Regions from separate parts of the Triticum aestivum genome. Here region 2 is linked to region 1. Evidence: chromatin contacts called from public Hi-C data. All regions are on one chromosome and are shown on one strand. The core of a region is the stretch at or near the end of the contact, and the rest is flanking DNA. Distances in the headings are between cores, read along the strand shown.

Region 1 (2,700 bases), core at 152-2,651:
AACTTGTTCATCTTGTCGAAACGGTTAAACTTTCTTTTGGGCACATCTTCATCAGAGGTAGTATTTGGACTGAGAAACACAAAATCGATTTGCTGTCTCAGACATACCTAATCCGAGTTCGGCTAATTTTGGAAGGATTTGAAGGAGATTTGGAGTCATTTTCTTGTACGGGAAGACCAGCTGCCTCATAAATAGATGAGAGATGACGGCTGATTAAACAACACATAATCGACAAATCAATGTATCATCTTTTACCTTTATTTTTATCTTCTCCCTTGTTTTCTTGTTCTCATTCTTCGTTCGTTCTTTTTGTTGCGGGACGGCGAACCTCGAGGCCCTAGGGGCAATCAGGTCGATCTAGGACAGCTCATAGCCGTTGTGCGCCTTGATGGGGTCTCTCCCAGGCGTGTGCGGTTTCGGGTCCACAAAAATGCCCGTCGGATTGCTTGCATATCGCGCTTTCGGACGGGTCTCCTTCGACGTGAGCTACGATGCATCACCCTTGGTGTTAGAGATACACGGTGACGTATTTGTGTGCGAACAAGATAGAGTTAGGGCAAGGCCAACGCGCCACCGTGGATAGCTGCTCCAGCTATCCACCTAGGCACGGATGGTCCAAAACAGTTCGACGTGTTGCCTGAAGATTAACACAGATGCCTGCAGAGGAGGCCGGCTCCTCCCTGACCAAAGAAAGTTGAGCATGTACTGGTATGGAGTAGGCATGCTTTCAATCCATGCGATGAAAAGAAATAGGAAGAGAAAGAAACCGTGGACCATAATGAGGCAGCTACTGCATTGAGTGTTTATTTCATAATACTACTGCTCAGCGTATTTTATCTAGGTGGAGAGGATGGGGCAATACCCTACGGGTGCTTCCATTGCTTGTGCCCTTATAGGTAGATCCTTTGAGTATTCTCAGGAAAAAAAAAAGAAACAAACACTATACTGATAGGCAACTGATGTATGTGTCTACTGTAAACACAGAAATGGACATGTCTGGCTCCACCAGAGTGTGTGTGCATCGATCCCATTCGTATCCAGTGGGGACGCCGAGGCAGACATACAGCGGCTTTACAACGATGGCAACCACACCAGCTACCAACCTGATACACCTCATCCGACCCCGTCACTGGATCACCTCCTTATCTTCTCCGGCTGTGCGCTACTACTACTACCGCCTACCGGCAATGCTTATCCCTGCCCCGTCACCGCCGTAAAGGCGCTTGCTTCCTTCCTTCCTTGAGCAAACTGCGTACAAAAATGACAGTTGATCTCACGCTTACTCAGGTACGTGCGCGAGAATATTCCGTGCTTAATTAGTTTGATAATCCGATACCGTATGAGGACGGAAATAAATGACGTGTAGAAGCTTGGCGGTTTGTGATGGGATCGGCCAATTTCGTGCTTGATGTCGTCGGCGATGGCGACGGTATAATGGTTATCATGTATTCAATCAGTGGGAGCTGAGATGGGTAATAACGACAGGCGCAACTGGACGAGCTGAATTAGGTAGGCTGCCTGTGGCTGGTGTTTGTTTTCCTTTCCGTTTCCTGTCGTCTTCTCCTTGCGGCGCGGGGCCCGGGTGACATGACGTGCATGGGAGTGGGTGATGGTTGGTTGGTTAGCTATAGCTGCTGACGTTGGGCCGGTGGCCTTGCTTCTTATCCATCTCATCTCTTTGGAGTTTCTTGGAATGGCAAAGCTGCCTCGACTAACTAGCAATAGCAAAGGCCTTCGATGGGTGGGTGTCTGCCGGTGCCGGATCATGCTTTCTGTGTTGCTTCTTTGGAAAAAACACACAATTCTAGTTTGTTAAACAAACGACAACTAGGTGGTTGCTACGTAGCCTTCTCATAGCAACTTCAATACGTCGATCCAAACAGACGTACGTTTTGTCCATTTTTTGTCCATTTGAATCGACTCGTTCGTCTCTTTTGCATTTGGGTTGATCGTGCGCCCAACGCATGGACGCATTCGTTCTCACGGCCGGCCTGCATCTATTTTTTAACCTTTTTTTTACAAACATACACAATTTTGGCCCTAGTTCACATAAACTAAAATACAAATATATCATACTTTCACAACCAAAAAAATATCTCATAGTTTAGAAGACAAATCAAATTTAAATTGTCTCATATACATTTTAAAATAAGATAGCCGATAAATATATTGGTTGCCAACGTGAGCCCACATATGCTCAATCAAATCATCTTGCAACTGAATGTGAGTTTGCCAATCATGCATTTAATGATAAAATTTGGTGAACTGTGCATTCGTTGCCATTCCTTCATGCTTAGGCACAACATTTTCATTCTGAAATTGAAACCCTTTGTCATAGATATGTTTCCGACACTCATCCTCTACGATCATATTATGCATGATCACGAAGTAGTCATCACCTCCCACAATTTTTTGGTACTCCAAGTTCTAGGAGGATACCGAACGATGCCTCATCGAGATTGAAGAACATCAAAGGCATGCTCCACATCCTTCCTAGCACTCTCTTCCTCTTGGGCAAATCTCTTCTCTCCTGCAGGGTTGGAGATTGTCTTCACAAGAGTAGTCCACTAAGGATACATGCCGTCAGCTAGGTAGTATCCTTTGTTGTAGTGGTGGTCATTGATCTCAACATTGACCTCCGGGCAGCTGCTTTCTGCAAGCCTAGCAAACACCGAAGAGCGTTACAGCACGTTGATATCA
Region 2 (2,700 bases), core at 13-2,512, 240 kb before region 1:
AACTGTTGCATGATATAGAAAGAAAAAAGAGGAGATAATATGAACTGTGAACAAAAACTACTACAACCTGACAAGTTGTCTAACCTCCCTGATTGGATAAGTGATTTTTAGGCATTGTAGTTCAAAAATATGAACTGGAGTTTGCTGCAGTTGAACTTCATTTTGAACTATATCCATTGCAAGAAAGAACTAAACAAAAAACAGGCCCTCCCATCTTCGAGGCACATCGATCTTTCACAACTGGCGCGCAACCTAGCCGACCCGTCTCCTGGTAGATGTTGATTTCTTCAGGTGTGTTCAGAGAAACTAATTCAGGGGTGCTCTGATTTTTTACTGTTGGCCCCTGAAGAAAGTGACTTCGAACAAACCTGAATTGGAGGCACTACAATGCAAAACATGATCACCAGAACATACTGAAAAATTATAATAGCCAATACATAACAGGTAACGGGAAAAATTCAGGTCCGTTCGTTTTAATGTGAAAAAAACACACCAAAAATAATTGTGAACTTGCTCCCAAAACTCGGGCCTGAGAAGCAAAACCATCTCCATGATGAAGGAATTACTTAATAAGCTGAATAATGTACAGAACATGCTTAAAACTGAAATAATTTAGTACCAAAAAGTAGCTCTCATTCACTGAAGTGAAATAATCTAGTACCAAAAACAACGAGGCGGATTTGGGGATGAAATTTGGGGACAGAGTGACACACGCGCATAGGTGGCTGCAAAATATTCAGGATCGTTTCTGATGAAGCACTCCAAATCGCAGAGGTGAACTAAGCTATCACAAAACGTTCCTACCCAAAAACCAGCTAGCTGAACAACCCCTGCGACATGGCTCTATGCCCGGCGACCACGACGATGAACTGAGTCAAACACATAAAGAGGCAGATCACAGAGAACAACAAAAATTGGACAGAGCGAGGACAACAGGGAGACGGGAGTATACCTTGCGCCCCACCGGCTCCGGCGAATACTACATCACCCATCGACGGCGCTTGCTGGTGGCGAGCACGAAGGGGTAGCTACGGCCGAGCTCCTCTCCAGACCAACACCTCTCTTGCCTGCGGCCCTCCCTGTGAAGCACGCCTCCCGCGAACAAACCCCGCTTGTGGGGTGACTCGCCGGGCGCCGTCTTCGCCTGGCCGACCTGCCGCTAATCACCAGCGAGCGGCGAGGAGCTCCCCGTTCCCTCCGCCGCCTCGGCCAACCCCTTCCAATCCCTTCCCCAGCTAAGACAAAGGCCGCCGCCCGCGAACCCGAAAGCCCAACACAACACAAAAAAAAAGACCCGGTTCACGCGAGACTGAGGTCGTAAGACGCGCGGAGATGCGTGTGGATCGGACGGACAGAAAATGACCCAAGACGAATTCAAAAACAGACAACTGAAAAATAGTACTCCCTCTGTTCATTTTTGTAAGTTGTTTAAGACAACTGAAATTGAATTGTTTTAGATGCTGTATTAAATGTCTAAAAGGTCTTACAAAAGTGAACAGAGAGAGTAACAGTGTTTTTAAAATTTACTGGTCATTGTTTCCTTCTAAATTTTCTTCTCAGGAGAGGGTTTGTGCTGCATACATCATGTCTAAAATCCTTGGTGCCAAGATGAGGTGTTATTCTAATATGTTGGTTTAAGCTTTTAATTCAAACTCAAGTCTGGGATATATAGTTCACCGTGATCTTTTTTGGCTTTTTATATAATTAATCTGTATGCATGCATGTTACACTTGTGAGTAGGAGAGGAGAGGAAGACATGATATGCTATGTACTACTCCTTGTTTAATCCCATTGATTCGCTCGGTGTCCACTACCGTCCTATAAAAATGATCGATGAAACTTTTCGGTGAAATAAAAACAGATCCGCTCTCCCTTCTGGGCTTCTGGCCAAAGTGGAAAGACGAAGAATTCTTCTGGGATAGTGGCGCTTGTGCCTATTGTGTTTCTGGTGGGATGCCGAGGTAGTGGAAGTCGGAGCGCTCCCGACGGTGGATGTACGCCGAGGCGGCGGCCTCGGATGACCATGCAACGACGGGCCTATGGGGTAGGTCTGCTGCTTTGCTTCGCATGGGCGGCGACATGGTGCTGCGAGGGTAGTGAGTTCGTTGGCTCGGTCGACGCGATCTAAGGAGTCGGTCTGACTGGAAGTCAGGGCAGCGGCCCCGGATGTTTGGCACGGTGTTCGTGGTCTGCAGGCGGTCATCTCGGGTAGCAAGGGCTACAAGGCGCTTGAGTCGTGCGGCGTTGTGGCTTGCATGCGGGCGGGGATGTCGGAACGGCGGCTCCGGCGTTGGATTCGTGTGTTTGTTGCGATTGTAGCCTTGGGTCGTGTGGTCGGCGAGGCTTCGTCGCTTATGCGGCTGTTGGTTTGGTTTTCCGCATAAACGAGTCACTCTATTAGGTTTTTCGATCTGGTTTTTCTTATAAACTGGATTGTCTCTCTTCTTCTATAATGCAATGCCTGAGCTTCTGACCCTCTGACGAGGATTCGTAAAAAAAATAGTATCTTAAGTCCATAACTTTTTCACCGTCGTTCAACTTTCTTGCAAATTAAATTATGCAGGCTCACACTTTGTATTAACTTTCTCTGTAGCAATAGTTATATTTTCTTTGAAACGGGACGGTCGTTGCATGTATGAACACTGAAGTCTCTGAATATACTTACTGGCACTACACTGTAGTTAAAATTGTCCACTGACT

The links. A called contact is a pair of places that touch in the nucleus more often than the background predicts.
Region 2: a contact with region 1 is called in a Hi-C map of leaf, with 3 times the contacts expected there. The contact joins the promoter of LOC123152523 here to the enhancer-like site in region 1. A contact is called at or near these places in 2 of 5 Hi-C or Micro-C datasets (both in leaf).

The regions. Positions count from the first base shown.
Region 1 is chr7A:289,895,297-289,897,996 of IWGSC CS RefSeq v2.1, reverse strand. No RefSeq gene overlaps it. Among protein-coding and RNA genes, the nearest start is that of LOC123152511, 8.9 kb to the right of the region's middle. Within about 2 kb of position 1,401, at least 3 of the 8 cell types and tissues checked have an H3K27ac peak or open chromatin away from gene starts, as enhancers often do. A contact at or near this core is called in leaf, where this site is marked.
Region 2 is chr7A:290,139,990-290,142,689 of IWGSC CS RefSeq v2.1, reverse strand. LOC123152523 (beta-galactosidase 11) reads right to left here and starts at 1,262. Exons shown (of 11, transcript XM_044572053.1): 1 at 953-1,262.